2 separate regions of the Sus scrofa genome follow, and region 2 is linked to region 1. Evidence: chromatin contacts called from public HiChIP or PLAC-seq data. All regions are on one chromosome and are shown on one strand. Each heading gives the region's core, a stretch centred on a gene start, on an enhancer-like site or on the middle of the called end of the contact. The rest is flanking DNA. Distances are from core to core; before and after follow the strand shown. Region 1 overlaps PHLDB2 (pleckstrin homology-like domain family B member 2). Region 2 overlaps PHLDB2 (pleckstrin homology-like domain family B member 2).

Region 1 (5,883 bases), core at 1,117-3,616:
CATGCCACAGCATTTACCAGAACCACAGCAGAGACAACATGGGATTCCCCAAACTGCTAGGTCACCAGGGAACTCCTCCTAGAGACTCTTTAAGGGAGTTTTGCTGTGGCTGAGCAGGAAAAAAAGGCAAGTGGCTGGAGGGGGAAGTGGATTCCAGAGAGTTTTTTGCTTTTAAGGTGGGAGAAATAAAATGATTTTATGGCGATGGGATGATTCAATAGGAGGAAATTGTTGATGTGGGAGAGAAGAGAGAACTACTGGCGCATCTAAGTGGTCCTACTGATTCCTGTATGTTTCTGAGGGGAAAAGAACCAGGACAGGGAAGAAGACATTTCTATAAGACATCAAGTAGTTAGTAGGTGAACTTCTCCCCTAAACTAGAAGTCAGACTTTTACTTGCCCAAATGAAAAGTCCATTAAACAAGCAATTTGTTGAGTGCCTACTAAGTGCCTCTCATGGTGTCAGGAATTTTGCATACATTATCCGAAAGCCTCTTAACCATCCTGCTACATCGGTATCACTGTTACTACACAGAAGATGACCTTGAGGCTGGGAGTGAAAACAACTTGCCCAAAGCCATACTGATCATAAATTAGTTTGCAATTTATCGTGCTCTTTCTTGTTGTTGTGAATTACTGGAGGGCCAATGACCTTTGTCTTGGTAAGCCCAGAGAATCACTCAGAACTTGGCAGAGGTTCACACTCCCGCGTGCGGAGAGGGACTGAGGCCGCTCTGGGTCCAGTTGGTCGCCTTCCGCGGAAGCACCCACCCGCTGTTCACATCAGCCTTGTTTTCACTGGTTGCAGCCACTGAGAATAAAACACATTGGAAAATATAAAAACTTTCAAGAGAAATAACCAAAAGGAAATCAGTGTAAGTTATTTTAAAGGATTTTAAAATAATAACCCAGCGATTTTGCAAAGCTGCTTTTCTGACGTTGGGTACCTGCCCGCGGGCGAACTGTAGGGAGGAGGTGCGGTCACCTGGAGTTTCCCAGTAGAAACTTCACCGTTGGGTGAAGAAATCGCCGCCCGAGGACGTGTACCCTCCCGCCCTTCTTCCAGCTCATTAAGAAAGACTTCGGTAAGTGAGACAAAAGTTTCTACTGCACGGCTGGCTGTAAACGCGGCTTGGAGAAGCTGGCGCCCTGTGATGGGGCGACCAACCAAACCCCTCCTGCAGCAGTAGAAGCCCCAACTGCGAGCTGCCGGGAGCTTCACCGACTTCACTGTTTCGAGCCCCTCCGTGCCCGCCGCGGTGGTTACAAAGGGGGCCGAGGCACCGGAGCCGCGCGGGGCCCACCACCGCGGCTCGAGGGGGACCGCACCCAGAGGCTTGGCCTCCGGAGCGCGCCTTCCGTCCCTCGCCGCGGGGACCCCGCCGCGCAAAAGAGCCAGGTGAGGAGGGGCCGGCCGCAGGAGGGGTGGAGGGGGCCGGGCCGGCTTCGCGCGTCCGAGCCGCTCCCTCCGGGCGCTGCCTCCCCCCGCCGCCGAGTTGGTCGCCGCCCGTTTGCTCGGCGGAGGGTTGGGGGCGGAGAGGAGGCAGTGGCCGCCGGGGCCAGGAGGGGCGCGCTGACTGCGCTCCGCGAGTCCGGAGTGGCCGGACGGCTGCGGCTGGAACTGCGGCGGGTCCAGAGGGAGGGTGGGAGGGAGGCGGGGGAGGGGGGCAAAGGCAAGGCGAGGGGCAGCCGGGCCCTTGGAGAGTGGCGGCTCCGAGGAAAGATGAGACGGTGAGTGGGTGCCGGGGACGCAGAGGTTTTTTTTTTGCTTTTCTTGCGGGCTGCAGGGACAAAAGCCCGGGCTGGGGTTAGCAGAGCCCGGGCTGCGCAGCTTTGGGGGGCCCAACCCCAGGAATGGATAGACCTCGGTTGAGAGGATCCTCGGGAGGGAGCAGCGGGATAGAAGAGAAGCTCACAGAACTATTGTAGGGAACTGGCGGATTTGGGGGGGACCGGAGGGAACTTTTGCTGAGAAGTCTGTATACTCAAGGAGAGAGGGATCGGAAACTTGGGGGTAGGCTGCTTTGTCGCTGTGGGCAGAGTAAAGAGAGAGTCCGCCGCTGGATGGTGTGGGCTCGGAATTCAGAGAAGACCCCCTCCCCCAAATATCTAGCTAGCTGCGCTTTTGGTCCACTTTATTTCAAGAATGGGGCTCGCAAGTTTGAACCTCTCAGGGCCTCGGATTCCGATTTGGCTTTAGATTCCCCCGCTCCAAATGTATGTTATGGCGGTCTCCGCACCCCTAGACATAGCGGCTGGAAGTGGGAAATGTTTTGAACCCCTGTTACACCCGCGCCCGGCATGGCCGAGGCGCGGCTGAAATGTTTGCTGGTACCTTGAATAACTTAGCTCTAGCAGTCATCACTTATTAAAGCGCCGCGGACCTGGCTAACTCCCGCCACCGCCAGGAAATTAAAAGGCTGACAGGCTGTCCCTTCCAGGGTTGGGGTTTCCTGTTTAAAAGAGCTTAGGAAGTAGAACCTGCTTTCCAGCGCCTACCCATCCACCTTTCTCATGTAAAAAGAGAATTGCGCCTGCAGCCTTTTCTGTTGGTAGACTTGCCAGAGGCTGGAAATCCTCCTGCCTGGCCCTGCCCTCATCCCTAGAAGTCTTCCTTCTGCTGCTCTAAAGTAGCTCTCAAGAATTCTAGAGTGCACAACTAGTCACTGCCAGAGGCAGCTGGGAGTGGAACTAGGAGAAGAGGCATAAACCTGGGGCGTGCTTTTAGTGTAAATATATGTCAGCCACATTTCCCTTCCTTGTATGAATGTATTCATTATAGATACTTATTTTCAACTTTAAACATTAAGCGTCCTAGCTGGGCTTAATTTAGGCATTTGAGATATGCCTCTGAGATTCTAGCATTATCTGAATTCAGCTGGGAGAGGTCTAAATGAACTTCACAGTTTCGGAAAGTTAAACTTTTGCCCTGAGAACACTTGAATTCTTGGTTTCTGGTAGGATAGCAACGGAGTAGTTGGATTGGGGATAAATAAACCGTTAGAGTTGCCTACTATTTTAACAGAATGGCTATATCCTTGGTACCATTGCCCTCAATTGTGTAAATATTTGTTTGAATAAAGAGCTAAGGTTCTTTGAAAAGTAACAGTTGTGTCTATTCATGATTCCTTTTTCATATTCCTGGACCTAAGTTATTTAACAGTTTTTTTTTTTTTAGTTGTTTTTATCTTACATATTTAATGTGGAAATTTAAACATTGCATGTACTTAAGAAATTCTGTAAAGTCCCCAAAATGTTTATAACTGAGATTTCCTTTAAAAGCGGGGAGAGTTGAGTTTTTGCTCTTGGCTGATTAGTGTAGCCTTCACCTCCTGAGACCCGGAGGTTTGCAAACCCCAGCCTTTCTCACAAATGGAAAAATAAGATGTTTGGTTAGGAGTAGTCATCATTTCAGTCAATTTCCAGGCTTCAATCTGTTTTCATGCAGCTGGCAGCTGCTGTTCTTTTGGGCTGAGGACAGACTTTAGGGGATGTCTTTTGGATGGCTGATTGAAGTGGGGGAGGAAAAGATACTTGGGAAATTGTGCTGAGAGGTTGCTAATTCCTGTCTTAAAGAACCCCAGACCAAAACTGGAACTCTTCAGCAATCTTTTCACAAATGGTTTAGTTATTTGCTTTTGCACATGAGAGGGAAGAAAAAGCTGAAATGATTAGATCTATGATTGCATTTTGTAGTTTTTCTTACAAGCCCTGTCTTGAGGTCTGTATTGTACACAAGGGTTGATTGTGAAGTGCACTAGAGAAGTTAGTGTGAAAAACGTGATTGCTTTTAAATACTTGCTAATTCTCAACCCTTATCAGGAAGGCAGTTCTGTGAATGATTTAGAAAGACAGTGGTTTTGTACATCTTCCAAGAGGGATACATGTGCTTTATAAATCTGACTTTCTGTTAGATCTTAAATAATAATAATTGTGTAAATGTCATCTGTTTGAAACAAAAACAACTTTTAAGTGATGTACCTTACTTAAAGCCTTGGTAGACAGAACTGCAGTGATTCTAAATGGAGGTGAATGGGGGAGGGAACTCTTTGCTCCCCAGGGATTATTGGCCAATGTCTGGAGACATTTTTGGTTGTCAAAGCTAGGGGCAGGGGACAACCCCAGCTGCCAGCTGGGGCTGGCATCTAGTAGGTAGAAGCCTAAGATGCTGTGTAATGTTTTACAATGCACAGGACACACAGTGAATTATCCAGCCCCAAACTCTGGCTGGGTATTACCTTGAGGGTGTATGTTAACAAGATTAGGAATCTTAATCTAATTTAGGTCCTCAAGAAACCAACTGTGTTCTTGCTCAATACAAAGAGACCTTTTTGTCTGCAGCAGATTTTTTCGCCCTTGGCATTAAGTGTCTTAATGTACCATAAATGCAAAGGAACTTGTATTCACTGACTTTGAGTTGGCTTAAAATGACAGAATTTTGGAGTGTTATAGTGCAAGGGAGCCACAGAGATCACTGGGTTCAACTTTTTTTGTTTTATAGACGCAAAAACTGAGATGCCCAGAGATTAGTGACTGGCAAAGTCTCAAGTGAGTTAGTAATAGATGTAAGTTTTAGGTACAACTCAGGATTAGAAAAACTGATGTTGGGACAAATGGAATTAAAAAAAAAAAATGAACCTGACCTTTTGTGAGTATTTAGAGGTAACATTCTCCATAAATAAACTTTGATGGGGGAAGGGTAGCGTTAGCCATAGGGACTGTGGAGCATGTGCCTGAGTGTGTCAGCCCCAAGAAGAGGGTAATTCTATTGTGTGACCTGTGACACTCCATGTCTGATGCCTGCTCCATCCTTCCTGTGGCACAGTGGGCAACAGATGGTTCCACATTCATAGCAGATGCTGCTTTTGAATCCAGGTACAAAACAGAACATTTGAGATTTTTTTTTTGTCCCTCCCCGCCTCATGGGTTAAGGGTAGAGGGCATGAATGGATAGGGTTGTCTTGCACAGAAAGGAGGATGAGAGAGGCTTCCTGAGTACAGAGTTTAAAAAGACAGCTGGTATATAAGGAAATGAGCTTGCTTTGGGGGCAGTTGTGGGGGAAATTCACAAACTGATGAGTGGATATCTAAGATCAGTGTGATATTTGCATAGAACTTGAGTTAGGGACCTGAAGACAATTGAAGCATGGCACTTCTTTGGGGCAGTTGGGCAAAATAACAATGGGGGTAAAAGGAATCTCAAAAATCCCCTTATCTGAATCCACTTGCTTGGCTAGTGAGAACCTGCAAACCAAACCTCCAAACTCTTGTTTCATTGTACTTTCTCTGACCACTCACTCCTCCCCACCCATCTCTACCATTCCATCTCTTTACTTAATAGAGAAGAAAATAATAGTAATATAACATTTTTGATCATTTCCTAGGAGATTTTAAAAAGCATGGTATTTGTGAATGGCTCTGTTAATAGAAAGGTGTTATCTCAACAAGTTTTTTTACTTATTTATTTTTTTTTTCTTTTTTAGGGTCTCACCTATGGCATATGGAAGCTCCCAGGCCAGGGGTCAAATCAGAGTTGTAGCTGCCAGGCTATACCACAGCTCACAGCAACTCCAAATTCTTAACCCATTGAGCGAGGCCAGGGATCAAACCTGCATCCTCATGGATACTCATTGTGGTTCATTACCACTGAGATACAATGGGAACTCCTTAATGAGTTTTTGATTATCAGAAAAGTTGTGCACCTTGGGCCGAGCTTCCGTTTACGTTATAATTAGCCATTAGGCCCATGAATATGGATTCTCTGTTCTGTGTACTAATTGGTTATGCCATGGTAGTTATACTCCTCAAATCTGAGAGGTTCTGGCAATATAGAAGAATGTTTTTGTGTGCCTTTCTTGGAAGAGCTTCTGGACCTCACTGTGG
Region 2 (5,991 bases), core at 2,502-5,001, 95 kb before region 1:
GGTAGTGGTCACCTCTGATCCGAGACAGGGATCTCATACACAAAAAGGTCAAGGGACTTTTCCAAGGTCTATGACGGTGTTCTTTTCTTCAGGACTTGATACACCAAAAAGATTTGGGTTCAGGCGAGCAGAGGGAAGGTGTGTTCCGCTTGGGTGGAGCACAGCTCCCCATAGTTGTAGGGTCTCCTGGTCTGAACCCATTATGCCAAGGAAAGGGTACCTGTAAACATTTGTCATTTTTCCACATCCCACTAAGTACAGCTCTTGCAGACCGTTGCTGCCAAACTAGCAAATTAAATATTTCTGGTGACATAACTCCAAATCAGAAACAGTCATTTTCACTATGAAGAGAAGATTTTTTGGTTTGGTTTGGTTTGGTTTCAAATTCTTGCAGTGCAGGATTTAAGTCACTCTACCACTTCCTGCTTTGGTGAAGCATAAAAAGCATATTTTCTTTATCTGAAAAATGAGGATAATAATTGTGACTTCATTTAGTTGCTGTGAGATTAAATATTTCATATAAAGTGCTCAGAACTGTGCCTAACACAGAGTGAAAGCCCAGCAAGCAGTAAAAATTATGATCCCTTTGATCCCATTCTCAACAGCTATTGTCACAAGCCCATTGATTTTACCAGCAATGAAAAATATGTTTTGTTGTAGCTGCCAGTCTCCAACAATTACTTTTTAATATGGCCACTAATTTGTCTTAGAGATGACAATTTTTATAATGTCTTGGGCTGGATTTTCTAAGTACTAGGTTGAGAGGTATATGAATTGGGTTGTATAGGGGAAGCAGGTAGAATGTGGAAAGAGCTGGTGGGATATCCTAAAAGCTGAGGATAGGAAGATAAATTAGAAAAGGAGAATCAGGAATTCCCATTGTGGTTCAGCAGTTAGCAAACCCAAGTAGCATCTATGAGGATGCAGGTTCAATCCCTGGCCTCACTCAGTGGATTAAGGATCCGGTGTTGCTGTGGCTGTGGTGTAGGTTGCAGACATGGCTCAGGTCCAGTGTTGCTGTGGCTGTGGTGTAGGCCGGTGGCTACAGCTCCAATTGGACCCCTAGCCTGGGAATCTCCATATGCTGCGGGTGTGGCCCTTAAAAAAAAAAGACAAAAAGACCAAAAAAAAAAAAAGAAAAGCAGAATCAGGAGAGATGATTCACCTAACGAAGAAAGAAAATTAGGAAAAAGCAAGAGTAGAGAGCAGCAAATACACTTTCCCCTATTAGAAAGGGCTTAGACGGGAGTTCCCGTCGTGGCGCAGTGGTTAACGAATCCGACTAAGAACCACGAGGTTGCGGGTTCGGTCCCTGCCCTTGCTCAGTGGGTTAACGATCTGGCGTTGCCGTGGGCTGTTGCCGTGGGCTGTGGTGTAGGTTGCAGACGCGGCTCGGATCCCGCGTTGCTGTGGCTCTGGCGTAGGCTGGTGGCTACAGCTCCGATTCAACCCCTAGCCTGGGAACCTCCATATGCCGCGGGAGCAGCCCAAGAAATAGCAACAACAACAACAACAAAAGACCAAAAAAAAAAAAGGGGGCTTAGGGAAATAAATTATGTTAATAATCTGAGTAATGTCCAGGCAAGTTACCTCATTGAATTTTAGATGATCGTAACTAGAAACTGGGTCATAGGAATACAATAGAATTTCTGCATGGAGTTGAGTTAAGAAGTGATACCATATGTGGAGAAGAACCAAGAGATTTTAACGTAAAATTATGTCACAAACTATTACATATAGGATGGAAAAACAACAAAATCCTACTGTGTAGCATAAGGAACCATATTCAGTATCCTATGATAAACTGTAATGGAAAAGAATAAGAGCAAGAATATAATGTATATAAAGGATGTATATGTATAACTGAATCACTTTGCTGTACAGCATAAATTAACACATTGTAAATTAACTACACTTCAATAATACTTTAAAAACACATAAAATCATGTTGAGTCTATATGGATTCAATGGCCCTTACCTACTTACATACAGTTTGTAACAAATGTTTTTCACATTGAAGTTGGGTTATTATTTTCTGTAAACAGCAGAATAAAGTTATAATATATTTGTACAGGAAGACAATGTCAGAGACAGCTGGTGAGAGCACTGGTGATAAAAAGATGAGCTAAAATGACCCTTCCCTCTCCTAGACCAAAGCTGAACCCATGAAAGAAAACAATGGACCTCAATGGCCACAAGAATTCTGGGACAACTGGGAGCTCTGGATAGGTGCATGTCTACCCAGCAGCTAGCCAGCCAGTCCCCCACCCACAGCCTCTGATCTGGCCACAAATACATGAACGACCACCATAGCAGTGTTAAGGGATCCATGCTGAACAATGGTCCATACAACTGCCAGGGACTTAAATGTCTTCCTGTGAAACTTCATCACCCCAAACCACCTACATTCCTGGAGTTTGCTCTGCCCAGCCAGCATCTTTTGCATTGTCTAGCTGGGCCTACGTGCAGAGATCCTCAGAGACAATACTTAGATTCATGTCTGGAATGTTTCAGCATACCATCGAACCAACTCCCACTCTCATTTTTGCCAGAGGAAGAGACTCATAAACACCCAAGGAGCCCTCTGGCTGCCAATGAGCAATTTCTTGAGTTTTTAATTATGGACCAATGAAAACAGTGTCTTCAGTGAACGGCTGCCTCCCTTTCGCCTCTGACCCATGGTCAGACATGCAGCTGTGAGTGTTGCCAGATGTTAGTGAAGATCCACATGCAACAGGACTTTTATTTATGACCTAAGAGCAGCACTCATCAGTAACCCTGTGGGCTTGACTTTTATTTAACACGTAAATGACCTTGATACTGTGTGTGGAAGTCTCTGTGTTTGGATGTGGCTTGGTCTATGGGAGAGAGAAAAATGTGTTTCCTCTAAGTTCCTTTAAGCACCCTTGTGGAAAGGAGGATGGGGAAGCCCATGAAAATTATTAGGACCTGGTGATCTAGGAGAGAGCCCAATGCCCCAATAAACATTTTCACTTCGGTCCAATGCCTTTCTTATCTGAGCTGTCAGATAACACCCTCCCCCATATTCCAACATCACGAGATCATAAGGACCACTCTTTTTACCTCACAAGACCACAGCCAAATACATTTCTTTTTTTTTCTTTTTTTTGTCTTTTTGCCTTTTCTAGGGCCGCTCCCACGGCGTATGGAGGTTCCCAGGCTAGGGGTCTAATTGGAGCTGTAGCCGCCAGCCTACACCACAGCCACAGCAACGTGGGATCTTAGCCGTGTCTGCAACCTACACTACAGCTCATGGTAATGCCAGATCCTTTAACCCACTGAGCAAGGCCAGGGACCAAACCCGCAACCTCATGGTTCCTAGTCGGATTCGTTAACCACTGCGCCACGACGGGAACTCCCCAAATACATTTCATCATCAGCCTTTCCCCAGTCTGAATATTTTGTAGTTCTAGATGAAGCGTTTGGTGGAATCTCATCAATGTATTCCCAAAATAACAGAGACAAAGTGCTGATGGCATGCCGAAGGGTGTCCAAGCATGTTCAGGGGACAGGGATGTTAGAAAACTGGTTTCCTCATCTCCGAGATGTCCCCAGTTGAAAGTTGCACTTGTGAAAACTGTCACTAGACTCAGGATTGTGGATGTGCCCCGCGGTTAGAACCTGCTGCCTTTAAACGTTTCCCGTCAACCCTCGGTGTTCTGTTCCATCTCAAAGCTGTATAATCCCTAGCAGCTCTGTTCAGTAAGTGTTTGGGCAGATGGAGGCGAACTGATGAAACACAGATGGGTTAGAGAGATTAAGAACCCTGCTGGGTTGGGTATGTTTGACTGGTGACCACCACAGTATCTCAACAGTTTAGAAGATAAAGATAAATTCACCCATTAAAGCTATGTTGAATTTTAGCTACTTTATTCTCCAGCCTCTCATATAATTTCACAAAGTTGACTTCACTTTCCAGTATTCCTAGGTAGTATTTTAGAGAAAGGAGCAGAATCATCAGTTTAGAAACGGAAAACTGAGGTAATGAGAAAGACAGGCCAGAGCTGCACAGCTGAAAATCACTGGTTGCATCCAGAGGCCCCTGTTTCCCTCAGCAGAAGGTGCTTCCTCTGGGAAGGGTTCTCATTACATCATCAATGTATTTTTCCAGATACGAAGCTCCTTTGGGACGTAGAAATGCTGTCTGGGGAAACACTTATCATCTCTCAGCAAGTATTTAGATCTTTGTTTGCTCATTACTTTTGCTTCTATTTTCCCAGTGTATATGTCCATGTGTACACTCTTTTCCTCAGCGATTACCAATTAGTAATATTTTGTGAATTTAATTTAACACTTATTTGTTACTATTTTTAATGCAACTATTAAGTGGCTGTCCTCTGAGACTCTGTGACTTTCGTGCTATGTATCTTTTTCTGGAAATAACAATTTTTGTGGCTCAGACACACCACACACACACCAAGTTATAGAACAAAGGAAACACAACGTGTGTACAAAACACTCTAGCTTATGCTATTATAGGATTACCATGAGTGCTTATGTTAGTGCACCATTTCACAAACGGAAAACCCTATTCAGAGGTAGGAAGTGACTCGCCAATACTACACAGTTTTTATATCACAAAGATGGAATTGGAAACCAAGAGTGAAAATCTGACATCTCAACCCTGGAACTTGCCAGTTCATGCTGTAAGTCTCTTCCTGGAAGATGAGCAAAACAAGGCAATGACAAAAATCCTAGATCAAGGATCTGATCACCTACAGAGAAGAGAACAAAAGAGTAATTGGTACAAATCCAGTAAGTTGGAGCAAAGTCTGGAAAGGGGGCTTCGGTGGGAGTTAGCAGAGAAATGGAGCCCAACAATCTCAGGGCATCTAGAACCTTCCTGCAAGACTGCTCACAGACATGTGTTCAGTGTCTCCCCCCCACCAACCTTTTTTTTTCTTTTACACCCACACTTGTGGCATATGGAAGTTCCCTGGCCAGGGCTCAAAGCAGAGCTGTAGCTGCCAGCCTCCGCCACAGCCATGGCAACACTGGATCTGAGCCACACCTGTAATCTTTGCTGCACTTTTGCGGCAATGCTAGATTCTCAACCCACTGAGCAAGGCCAGGGATCAAACCTGTATCCTCACGGTCACTATTTCAGGTTCTTAAACTGCTGAGCCCCAAGAACTCCATTGGTCCCTTTTTGGTGGCCGTTCCGATATAGCCCAACTCCCTAAAGCCGGTCTCTGGGCAGTCCATGGCCTTGAGGAAGAAGATGCTGTGTCTCTGTAAATTTATTAGTTTCCCAGGGCTGCTGTAGCAAGGTACCACAGATGGAGCAGCTGAAAGAATGGATATTTGTCTCACACTCCTGGAGGCCAGAATTTCAAGACCAAGGTGCAGGCAGGTTTTTTCCTTCTGAGGGCTATGGGGGAGAATCGTTTTCATGCCTCTCTTCCTGGCTTCCAGTGGTCTTCTGGAAATCTTTGGTGTTCCTTGGCCTACAGTGCATCACCCTGATTTCCACCTTCATCTTCACATGGCATTTTCTCTGGGTTTAAGTCGTCTTTGTGTCCAAACATCATCTTTTACAATGACACCAGTCACATTGGATTGGAGTTCACCCTAATAATTTCATTTTAACTTGATCTTCTACAAAGAAGCTGTTTCCAAATAATAACATTTCCACAGGTACTGGGAATAGGGACGTCAGAATCTATGGGGGGGGGGGAGAGACATAATTCATAACAGAAAGAAAATGTTTCTTTTCAGAAAGTATCTCCGAACCTAAAATGTTATCCTTAAATTTGCTTTCACCTGCCTCAAACATAAGCATTAACCAGCTTTTCTATAAAGAGAAATTTTTCCCTGTTCAATTTTTTTTTACTTTGTATTATTAACAAATGACCCTTTGAATTTGGTATTGACTACCTCCAACCCCCCCAGAATAAATGCTAAAATAGAAGGCTTCCATCATTATGAGAATTTATTGCTTCTCTCTTACTCGAACCATGAACTTCTGTC

Evidence for each region. HiChIP or PLAC-seq counts read pairs in DNA pulled down with a chosen protein or histone mark.
Region 2: an H3K27ac HiChIP or PLAC-seq map of skeletal muscle shows a contact between it and region 1, with 5 times the contacts expected there. The contact joins two enhancer-like sites. A contact is called at or near these places in 8 of 47 Hi-C or Micro-C datasets (embryonic fibroblasts, fetal heart ventricle, heart right ventricle and 4 more) and 1 of 2 datasets of contacts at active chromatin or transcription factors (skeletal muscle).

Annotation. Positions count from the first base shown.
Region 1 is chr13:147,895,489-147,901,371 of Sscrofa11.1, reverse strand. All of the region lies in intron 2 of PHLDB2 (pleckstrin homology-like domain family B member 2), which reads left to right. Among named protein-coding and RNA genes, the nearest start is that of ABHD10, 120 kb to the right of the region's middle. Within about 2 kb of position 2,366, at least 64 of the 83 cell types and tissues checked have an H3K27ac peak or open chromatin away from gene starts, as enhancers often do. A contact at or near this core is called in omental adipose tissue and skeletal muscle, where this site is marked.
Region 2 is chr13:147,991,946-147,997,936 of Sscrofa11.1, reverse strand. The region is part of intron 1 of PHLDB2 (pleckstrin homology-like domain family B member 2); the gene reads left to right. Among named protein-coding and RNA genes, the nearest start is that of PHLDB2, 31 kb to the left of the region's middle. Within about 2 kb of position 3,751, at least 4 of the 83 cell types and tissues checked have an H3K27ac peak or open chromatin away from gene starts, as enhancers often do. A contact at or near this core is called in omental adipose tissue and skeletal muscle, where this site is marked.